Regions from separate parts of the Gossypium hirsutum genome. Here region 1 is linked to region 2. A link is a contact called in public Hi-C data. All regions are on one chromosome and are shown on one strand. The core of a region is the stretch at or near the end of the contact, and the rest is flanking DNA. Distances in the headings are between cores, read along the strand shown. Region 1 holds the start of LOC107952078 (mitochondrial inner membrane protein OXA1). Region 2 holds the start of LOC107952485.

Region 1 (6,092 bases), core at 335-2,834, 130 kb after region 2:
TCTTAGCAACCAACCTGATCTTCATCACCGTTTTGATCTCTTATGCAAAAATCAAACTAAAGCAGTTCTCACCCTTCCATTTTCTGGTCAATTCATAGTCGAAAATATCGATTATTTGTATCAATGACCCTAATTATTGCCTCCCAAGGCATCTCTTTAAGGGTATGAACCCCTCTGGTACTCCTTTTGAGCCTCAATATGCTGAAAACTATGTGTTTCAAAATTGCTCAAATGGTGCAATATCAAAACAAACTTCCCCAATTAAGGTACATTTCTTGTCTTAGTGGCGAAACTTTCTCTGTGGTGGCCATTCCATAAATCGTCTTGATATGTACGCATCTCTATTATGGACGTGTAGGAAGATAGCTAGCTTTTTAGTACCTACTTCGGATCCTAAGTATGGTATGAGATTGACATGGCATGAACCCGATTGCACGTCTTGTGAACACAGCGGTGGGAATTGCATGTTCAAGAGTGACATCGGAGCTCTGGTATGGCAAGAAGTGCTAAAATGGGTATAATTTTCAGAGAGGGAATACCCCTGTTATGCATCATAGGGCTTGTGTTACAACTCGGAAGGAAGTCTTAACAATTATTACAAAGGACTTGATGGACCAAGTATTGATGCCTATCCGGTGATTTTGCTTAGTGAAACCCGGCAATTACCAAGGCCTAGTGATAACATTTGCTCAACATGTCTTTGGGAATACCAAGATAATGAAAAGTTAAGTACCATTCCAAACTGTGAGCATTGTTTTCATGCCCTTTGCATCAATGAGTGGCTAAAATTAAAATGTCACAACATCCCCTCTGTTTTATGATTTTACATTGGTTCTCTGATTTTGTATTTCCATTCTCCACAATTACTAAATTGCAGACAACCAATGCAAATTAAAGTGTTAAAACTAACATCTTTCTCTTGCATTCATATAAATATAATTAAAGATATTATGAATTAGTATGATTATAGAATGATATATTAAGAATCAAGATACACATTATGTTTTGGAAGCTAATTAAATTTTTTAGAATTTTAGAGGGCTTAATGAACATTTTCAAAAATTTTGACAACTTCAATTAAAAATTATAAAAACTTAATAAGAATTTTTAAAAATTTTGGGAGAATTAATTAAAATTCATAAAATACATATTAAAGAGTCTTGAGGAGATTTTACAGAATATTGGGAGGCTTAATTAAAACTTAAAGGGCTTAATGGTAATTCCCAAAAGTTTTGGGAGGCTAAGTCACCTCTTTGGTTTCCCTGAGGATCCTCCTTATACAAACTTTGGTCAACGATAGTGAATACTATCGAAGTTGGCATTGATTATGTGATGTGTTTTCATTGGCCACTACTTTTTCAACATCAATAGCTTCAGGGGTAAAAAGTACAAAAGCACTAAAATGGGATAAAAAATATTTAGGTATCAATGTATAAAAACGGGATAATTCAAGGGTCAAATCATGAATAAACCCAAGGAAAAAAATAGTGGGAATGACTGTAAGTCTCCAAGTGGGCTAAGCTAGACCCAGTATTCTCAATGGTGGCCCATTCTATTCGCCACAAACGGATGAAATTTACACGAAAAAATTAAAAACAGGTACTGAGGGCAACAAAAGAGCTGTACGGAGAAGTAAATACAGGGGAGTTGATCCCTGTTCTGTTTCGATTTTCGAAGTGCACCTTGTTGGTTTCTGCACCTAACAAGACTTTTGCTCTTTCGAACTCAGCACTGTGATGTGAATGAAACCCTGAGTTTTTGCTTCTTACTTGCGGTACTCTCTTTGAACTCCCAGATTTTAGCTTCAGAAAATCTCACTGTATGGCCTCTTCTTAGTGATTTAGTTCTATTTGTTAGAAATGAACCTCGAGGCTTTGGTTTTTAATATATTTTAGCTGCATTTATCTTGCCTTGTTAATGGTTTTAATTTGATCGTACCCTTTCTTTTGTTAGAGGAATTTCTATTCTTTGTACCAATGGCGTTTAGGCGTAGCCTTTCCAGGAGAGCAACCCTAATAGCTAGACTATATCAACCGTCATTTGCCTACATTGTCCATGAAGATGACCGTAAAAATCATCCTTTAAACGAGTTCTACTCCCAGCCAAAACCTAGCAATTTGTTTCAACAAAGATCTTTTGGAACTGGGTTTAGTAATTCATCATCAGGTTTTGGTGTGTTGTTTCAAGATAGAAGATGTTCCAAACTATCTCTCATTCCTAGCACTGGTGTGTCGTTTTTTCGTTATATGTCAACTAAAGATAATGATGGGGCAGATGAGATTGAGTTTATGGCTGATGGGGCAGATAGGATTGGGCTTATGACCGATATTTCGGAAACTCTTAAGGATAGTTCTTTTGAAGCAGTGGCTTCGCAGGCTCCTGCTGTGAATGAGGTTGCTGTTGCTGCTGCTGATTCTTGGTTACCCATTGCTGCCGTACAGTACGTTATCGATGCAGTTCATTCTTCTACTGGCTTGAACTGGTAATTCCTGCTTCTAATTATTTAGTTTTTTTGTATTTATGTAAATGTACCAAGAACGAATGGAATGCACTATGAATTGGATTCAAATCTGATGATTTAAACTATCTACCTGATCTATATTTCAAATGGCCAAAAGGGTGGCAAGCATAAACTATCAGTGCTATAAATATAAGGACTTCGATCTATGAAACACTGATCTCCATTCTCCAATATATGTAATCTGTCAGATTCCAGTCAAACCAGTTTGCTATTATCTCTTGCACATGGTTGAATTAAATTTATTGCATGCAACATGATGACAAATAAATCTTAATGAGAATCTGCGTGGTGTGTCTTATGCGATATGTATCTTGTGACTTCTTATGCTTCCTATTTGTTTCAGGTGGAGTTCCATAGTTGTGACAACACTTTTGGTTCGAGGTTTAACTCTTCCATTTTTGATAAGTCAACTTAAAGCTACTGCAAAAATGACGGTGTGTGATGTTTCTGCTTCTTTTTCTTGTCATGTTCTTTTACCTTGTAGCATGCCCTTTGTTCTTCACTTATTTTATTCATAGCCCGAAGTCTATGTACAAGACATTACTTTTGTGATTACCATGTATATGAAGCCACAACTTGATAATATGCAAATACTGGATGATTCGCATTTGGATGATATCAGCATGTGGTATCTTGCCTTTGTACCTTGTTAGTGGTAAAATGGGAAAAGAAAGAACTGAACAACCCTATCTTTTTCATCTAATTCTAGAAGATATAATATGCCTCTGCATGATCTGTACATTTTTGCCACTTAAAAAAATTCAACTTTTCCTAGTATGAATGCAATAGTATCCATTGATTATTATTGAATTTTGACAGGTGTAAGAACAAAGAAAGGAAACTTATTTTCTCTCTAAGATATTCTTTCTCCTCGAATGTGACTTCAGTTTTGTAGCTTAGAGACTGTTCTTTTTTATTTTTCATACCTTCATTAATGGGAAAATCTGTTCATTTGAATTTTTCTCTGCTGTCTTTATCCTGCAGTTACTTAGGCCACAATTGAAGGAAATCAAGGAGCGCATGCAAAGAATGGTCTGGTGCCAGCTTTTTCTGTGATTTGTGTTATTATTTTGAATAATCTACTTTGTGGATAGCATTCTGGTATCTGATTTTGTGCATAATCCTAGAGCATTTTCAGATTCCATGGATGTTCTTGTTTCTTTTATAATAGCTTGAAATAAAACTTAAAAATTTCTACCTATTTTCTGCAGGGTATGGATCCCCAGGCAGTAGCTGAAGGTCAAAATGAAATGCAAAAGCTTTTCAAGGAGTAAGAACTTTTCCAGTAGGACAGCTCATTTTCATGTTTAGAGTGCATGTTGCATAGCCCTTGGTTCTATGATTGAATCACTAAAATCATTTAAATGTTTTTTCATTTTAATAATTGCAGATATGGTGTAACGCCTTTTACTCCACTGAAAGGGTTCTTTATTCAGATGCCAATCTTTATCAGCTTTTTTTTAGGCGTAAGATAAATCGTTTTTTCTAAAGGTTCTGTAAGGATTACTAGTTTGGTTGTAGAATTGAATGTAGTACATTCAGATTTAGACTTGTCTTTCACCCTCAGATTTCCAATATGGCTGAGAAAATGCCATCATTTAAATCCGGTGGAGCTTATTGGTTTATAGATCTCAGTACACCAGATAGTTTATGCATCTTTCCAGTTTTGACGGCTCTGACATTTTGGATAACAGTGGAGGTAAGCTTCCATTTTTGTAGATAAAAGGAATGCATTGAGAGGTATAGGTTATGCCTTTCTATCATCGACTCGGTTTTAATTAAATGCTTGATGCCCTCAGTGCAACATGCTAGAAGGTACGGAGGGGAATCCTTCTTCTGGAACTACAAAAAATGTTGCTAGAGTCTTTGCTGCTCTATCGGTTCCATTGACCATGAATTTCTCAAAGGTATTTCCACTTCCATTTTCCAGTTTCTGCACTTTCTTTCGAATATCAGTTGTCAAAACAATATTTTAAGAATTTTACTTGCCATACAAATAATCTGGGTTTACATTCTAGTTTCCTTTAACAAGGTCATAAAATTGATTTGCATTGCCTACTCTAACAAGTTCTTTGGGAGCTCTTTGTATCTCATATAAATCCTGAAATTTTTAGCCAAACCCAAAAAGGAGGACGATATTATTTGCTGATATATAATGATGATGACGACGATGACAATGATGTTAACTTCCATCTCATTTGTGTCCACAGGCCATTTTCTGTTATTGGATTACATCAAATGTATTTTCCCTTGCCTATGGACTAGGTAAGTCCTTAAAACTTTACATTTCCGATCAATTTTAGGTTTTATCAAGATTTCTCTGTAGTTCTTTGTATATTTTCCATTCAAAATTTTACTTTTGCAGTGCTTAAGGCTCCTGGGGTGAAGGCAGCTTTAGGTGTTCCGCTAATACCTAAGCCTCCGGCTGGTACCACACCGCGGCCTTCTATCAATCTGTATTCAGCTTTCAAACAACCCGAAAGAACAGCATCACATCAGTCTACCTCACCACCTGATGAACCAACAAAAGCATCGCATAAAAAAATTTCGTCGTCTTCGACCATGGATCAGAGGATTAAAATTTTAGAGAGACAATTAAAGGGAAGGAAGAAAAACAAGAAGAGGTGAGAAAAGCTTCCTACCTAAAATGTTGAAATGCCATTAATTTCCATAAATGTTTTAGGAATTTGCTTCATATAAGGCCATAGAAACAAACTGACACTGAGTTGTTTTATGAAACTGAGTAGTTTTAGAATTTTTCCTTCTCCCCATAGTTTGGGTGTTTTTGGTTTCTACTGGTAATGAATGTATTCACAACATTGAGGGACTTCAAATACAGTTAACATTACAAGGAATATTATTCTGTCCATTTGTTCTTTTGTTTGCATTTAATATATTTCAATCGCCATCAGAGGATTAAATTGAAATTTATTAGTTTTATTTGATCATGGGTGTCAACTTTTGAGTATATTAAAAATGTTTTAAAAGAAAACACAGTACCAAGCCAGATGTTAACGACTATACCTATTTGCAATCACCATTTTCATGTCTACTGTATAAACAATGGAGTGGCTTGAGCTCAACCAAACAAGTATCAAAACAAAAGTTGAAGAAAACCCATTAAGTACCTTTGGATGAAAATTGAAGAAAAACAAAAGATAGATAGAAATGACTGACAGTCACTGGACCAAATATTGCAAATAGTGGCCCATCCAGCTTCGCTAAGGTATTACCACTTCCCCTTTTCCCTGTTTATCCACATTCTTTTGTATATAAGTTTTCAAAACAATAGCTAATCCGGGCTTTATTTAACAGTTTCCCTTAACAAGCTCATAAATGAATCTTGCTTTCAGGTCATATTATTTGTGGAGATATATATCCATCAAATTGTTCACATGTTGGGGCAAATATTGCACTTCCAAAATATGAGTTGAACAGTTTGACGTGTTATACATTGTTCTTAATAATATTTTTTTTATTGTATAGTGTATATCTTAAAGTTCAATAAATTCTTCGTTATAAAAAGTGAACTAACCTATTTATAGGATTTCAACTAGCAAAAATAATAATA
Region 2 (5,359 bases), core at 2,222-4,721:
GTATGTGGTTATATCATGGCCTAAGTATAAAATGTGGAATGTGCTAATGATAACCCTAATGCAAGAAGTGTAACTTGAACAAGTGTAATAGGGTTCACATTTATGAATCATGTCAAGGATGTTTAAGTGTAATTAAATACCAGGTTAATTGTCCTTGAAGTATATAAGTGAGTGTGGATGTAAAAGGGTGACCAATGGATTGGAAAATAGCCTTCAAATAGTCCACACGGGTAGACACACAGCCATGTGTCTAGGCCGTGTGTGACACACTGTCTGGCCCCATGGGCTTGTTGTCTGACCGTGAGTCCCCTGCACTTTGAAATTTCAATTCAGTATGCATGGTAGTAAACAAACGGGTAGAGACACTGTCGTGTATGCCGTGGCTATGTGCATTTAAATGGTTGCTGATGTGATAAACAAAATGTCAAGGTTTTCGAACACGGACGATAACAAGGGCATGTTCATGGCCTTGTGAGGGACACAAGCGTGTTCATGGCCGTGCGAGGGACACGGGCTAGGGACACAGGCATGTGCTAGCCGTTTGAAAACCCCTGTAGGTTCGAATGAAAAATAAATCCATATGGGTAAGGTACACGGGCGTGTGAGGCTTAAAGTATGAAATTTTTCCTCAAGTTCTCGGTTTATTCCTGGACCATTTTTAATGTCTGTTTTGGGCCTCATAGGCCCACAATAGGGACATTGGGAATATGATTGATGGGTTTTATTTTGGAACGAGATTTTATGACCTGATTTTACCTGAGTACTTGCTAAATTGTACGGTAATGCCTCGAACCTTGTCCCGGTCTCGGGTATGGGTAAGGGGTGTTACACTTTGTGTGCATTCTTTCTTTGGATTTCTGTTGTTCATTTGTAGCTTCTTTTGGCACAATCGCTTCCGCTAAACAAATTGGCGCCTTGGAGGAATTCTAAAAGGATCCTCACTTTTGGGTGTAAAGCCTGACTTTGGTGAGTTTGGAGCAAACAGATTGCTTAAGGCTACAAGGATTGTGAGACAAAAAGATCTAGCCCCGTGACACTAGAAGCAAGTCAAGTGAAAATTAATTTTGATGTATCGTTTTTAAGACAATTAAACAGAGCAATAACGGATATTACTATCAGAAATGATACGTGTTTAATTATGAATCATGCATTTACTCATCGGATAAAGTGAACGACCTAATCACTACCAAAGCCAAAGTGTGTCTACAAGCAGTGATCCTCGCAAAGGATCTGAGATTCAGAGAGGTCAGTGTCGAAAGTGATGCTTTGGCAGTGGTTAATAAATTTAAATCGAAGGAACTTGACAGATCGACTATTGGGAACACCATAAATGAAATAAAATGCAAAATTCCAAGATTTAGATACTTAGCTTTCAAACATATCCCTAGAAAAGCAAATGGAGTGGTGTACAGACTGCCGGTTTGGGGACGACAGTTCGACTCGCCAAGATTTTAGGTGGAAGAGATCCCTTCAGGAGTGGGTCACCTTTTAAGTGAGGTTAGAAATGGAGGATAAGTGTTTTTGGACAATAGGGTTGAGTACTGAAACCGGAGGAAAGGCAAGGCTTTTGGGAATCCGAGAAATCTCAGCGGTTTGTGAGACTGGGGAACATGACAAAGTATAGAAAGATTTGGGTCAAGGTCAATAGAATCTCACCTTGAGTAGTATCTGATGCAAAGGAAAGGAAGATTAGGGGAGGGCTAAGCCGCTTATTAGGGTTTCTTGTTCTCTTAGGAATCTCTTTAGGTTTGTTTGGTTTCTTTTTTGTTCTATTGCTTTTACATTTATGAGATTAGATTTAATGTAATTAGGGCACGATGCACTGCCTATCAGAGATCATGGATGAGTGAAATATGGAGGCCATGTAGATTTCTGTTTTTTGCTTAGCCTTTTCAATTGAATGAATGTATCAGGTCATTTTAAACTCAAAATAAAAATATAAAAAAAAGGTAAAGAGTTGAAGTAGAATTAGACATTTATATTTTAATATATATATGCGTGGGAGGGGTGTGCCCCCTGTAATTGGAATTTCAATAGGAATTACTACCTTTTTAATTCTGTTTCATGTTCTTTATTTTTTCTTGCGCAATATTGCGCAAGGCCCTTTCAATTTCATTTTATTTTCAATTAATTTTTGTTAAACTTTTAATTTAAAATTTATATTTAGTTTTAGGCCGGTAGAGAGTTAATAAATTCGTAACCACACTTAAAAACTTCCGTATTGGTATTTGTTATTTTTCTAATTTAAGATATAAGTATCATCGTCTTATAAAATTGTATTGATATCAAATTAAAAAGAGCTCATTAATTCGGTGTTGATAAACATAGAGTTGGAAGAAGTGATATGATCGTCTATCATATTTGGTCTATCGGAGAACACGTTGGTGTGTCCAATTAAGTGGTTAGTTGGATCCGTCAAAGGAAATAGCAATCAGGTTTAAACAACCTGCGCAGTTGAGGTTGTTGGTTCAAGTTAGACCCTTCTAGTTTCCAAAGCTACTGAAGAGCTAAATCATGGACACGTGTTTCGTGGTTATTCGTTAAGTAAAACTACAGAAGGATTGGTGGTCTGGGCGTCCTCATTCACTATAATCGACTTTTCAGTTAAAGGAGGAGACTTATTATCAAGTATCAGTTTGAAATCATGGCAAAATCGAGATTGAAGCTAGAAATTTCATTATATTGGTTTATTTAATTTAACTTCTTTTATGCTTATTTCTATTGTTATCTAGATTTTAATTATTTTTACCTTTATCATATTTAAATCCATCATTTTTACTTTTGCACAAATCGTCACATGTTGTGGGCATAATAATTGTCTGGTGCACAACTTAGTTAAACCGAAACAACAATTTTAGATATTCTAATCTCTGTAGGATCGGTCGTACTCTCTATATTGCTATTTATTTATGGTTTAAACATAAAAAATATTATTTTTTATGGATTCGAAAGCCATCAATTAATATATAATTTGAGCAACTTTTATGAGTAAATAGTGGCAATACGAGAATATAATATATTTCTTAAAGACAAATTGAGTATTTTAAAATATATATTATTTAATAAATATTTTTTCTTTATTGGCTTTTTGTTAATTTTTTTATGGTAATTATATTTTTTATTTCAATGTTTTTTATTCAACTATCGAGCAAGTGCTTTTTTTTCTTTATTTTACTATTATGATTTTGGACTTCTTTTTTATTGTATTTGATAGTTTTTCTATCAATAATTAATTCTGAATACTTTTTTAATTGTGTTTGTCACTTTAAGTTCCTTACTGAAATTTAATTTTAGAAAGCCATCATATTAATATTGAACAATATTTATACCAATCATAATTATTTTATGCTATAATGATATTGTTATTTCTAAGTGTAAATTTGTTCATTAAAGAATTTGGACATTGATTTTATGTTTGAATAAAAAATTATCATAAAATTTTAAAATTAAAAAAATTAAAATTAAAAAAAAATGACTTTTGGTGAGAACTCTGGTCTTGGAAGTTCTATTGTTGAGGAATTGATTCCTAAGAAGGTCAGATTTCGGGATAAGGAAGAGGAGGCGACGAGCGGAATAATGGTCGATACGCCCTCAGATCAACTCACTTCTTGGAGAGATAAACTCGTCGGACAGTCCTCAAAAGATGTCTTCAATAGTTTGGTTGATAATGATAATATTGATATATTGGAAGGGGACGTCCAAAAGACATTTGTGAATGGCGTACCCTCCATAACTTTCTCAGACAGAATCCATCAAATCCTTGTTCAAGGCATGGATAATACTGTGATTTTAAAACTTCTAGGCCGGAATATGGGATTCACAGTTTTGCAGAATAAAATTTACGATTTGTGGAGACCCACAGCACCTATGCACATGATGGATATCGAGAATGGATACTTTCTAGTGAAATTTCAAAATAAGATGGATTTCAAAAAGGCCCTAGCTGAAGGACCATCGATCATATTTGGTCAGTATTTGACAGTACAACCATAGACGATGGGTTTCGGTCCTTCTCAGAATTTTCCAAGAGTTGTGATGGCATGGATCAGATTCCTAGCTCTTTCGAGCTACTAATATAACAGGAAAATCATTTCAGAATTTGGGGAAGTAGTTGGTAAAGTGGTTAAGCTTGATTTAAATACCGACAGCAGGACGAGGGGACATTTTGCTAGATTAACAGTTTATGTTAATCTGGGCGAACCTTTGGTATCACAAATTTTGATCAATGGTAGAACGCAAAAAGTGGAATATGAAGCTTTATCTACTATCTGTTTTCATTTTGGAAGGTATGGACATGTGGAAAATCTCTGTATTTTTAAAAGTCCTAAACCCACGGTTGAGGCGAATCATGATTTGTCTGCAACGGTACCGGAAAACCAGAAGTTGGCCATGGAAGAATCGGAGAAGAAAGACGAGAGTTACGGGTTGTGGATGATTGTTGAGAGGAAATCAAGGCATAAATTTCGTGATAATTTTCAAAAATCTGCCGAAATTCAAGAAAAGAAAAGGGAAGGATCCCGATTCAGTTGCCTAAATAATAGGGATTTAAACAATGAATTTAATGATGGAGAAGTGGCAGACTTTCAAAACTCTAAAGAGAAAGAAATTTCTCCCAGAAATCAGTATATTAAAGGCGTTGACCCGAAAATTAATAGGCTGAATGATTTTGTAAAAAATTCCAATAAGGGCAAACAAAAGGTTGTAGGCCCTAATACCGGACCAGGCCCGATTTTTAAAAAAACTGCTGGCTTATTTTAGAACCCAACCTGGATAATAATAGTGGTAACAGGAATGCGATGGCTTTGGAAGGGATTGCCTTGGGGTTGGGCTCAAGACAGGCCAGATACTAGTGGAACAGGGTGACCAGCAAGTGGGCCAGACGGATTCAGCTGATAGGGGAACAGTAGCTGAGTCCCTATAGTAGAACGTGTGGACAGTGTCGCTGAGACCGTTCTTCCTGCTGGGGGAGAGTCTTCAACAAAGCAGCATCTCCTGACCTCCAAAAATGAAAAAGAAGCCGAAGTAGTGGAAGTGGGTAACCTGGATTCCGCTAAGCATTCGGCAGTAACCTTCCCCGGAACCAAAAATGATCAGTATACCGCACCCTCTGTGAGTAATTCACTGGTCTCAATTTTGGTGGGAATTTCTAGATCGGCGAAAGAGAATAAATGAAGAGGAAGGGCTACTGTAAAGAAACAGAACAAAATCATGCATGGAAGCAATGTTCGTATCAAAAGAATTGGATCTCAAAGAATATCTCTAAAAAAATCCATGAAGCTTTTGGCAGAGAATATTTCAAATATTTCTAAGGAGAATTTTGACTCTGGCATCTCTGCCAGTAATGTTGAACAGAAGGAAT

The links. Hi-C and Micro-C count contacts between places; a contact is called where the count stands out from the background.
Region 1: a contact with region 2 is called in a Hi-C map of leaf, with 2.8 times the contacts expected there. The contact joins the promoter of LOC107952078 here to the promoter of LOC107952485 in region 2. A contact is called at or near these places in 5 of 34 Hi-C or Micro-C datasets (anther, callus, hypocotyl and 1 more).

Annotation. Positions count from the first base shown.
Region 1 is chrA02:46,804,419-46,810,510 of Gossypium_hirsutum_v2.1, forward strand. It overlaps LOC107952078 (mitochondrial inner membrane protein OXA1), which reads left to right and starts at 1,585. Exons shown (of 10, transcript XM_016887323.2): 1 at 1,585-1,774; 2 at 1,954-2,482; 3 at 2,865-2,955; 4 at 3,506-3,553; 5 at 3,733-3,791; 6 at 3,912-3,987; 7 at 4,089-4,220; 8 at 4,321-4,428; 9 at 4,732-4,786; 10 at 4,887-5,376. The coding sequence starts at 1,977. The coding sequence ends at 5,149.
Region 2 is chrA02:46,672,881-46,678,239 of Gossypium_hirsutum_v2.1, forward strand. LOC107952485 reads left to right here and starts at 3,472. Exons shown (of 3, transcript XM_016887736.1): 1 at 3,472-3,967; 2 at 4,097-4,698; 3 at 4,790-4,921. The coding sequence starts at 3,472. The coding sequence ends at 4,921.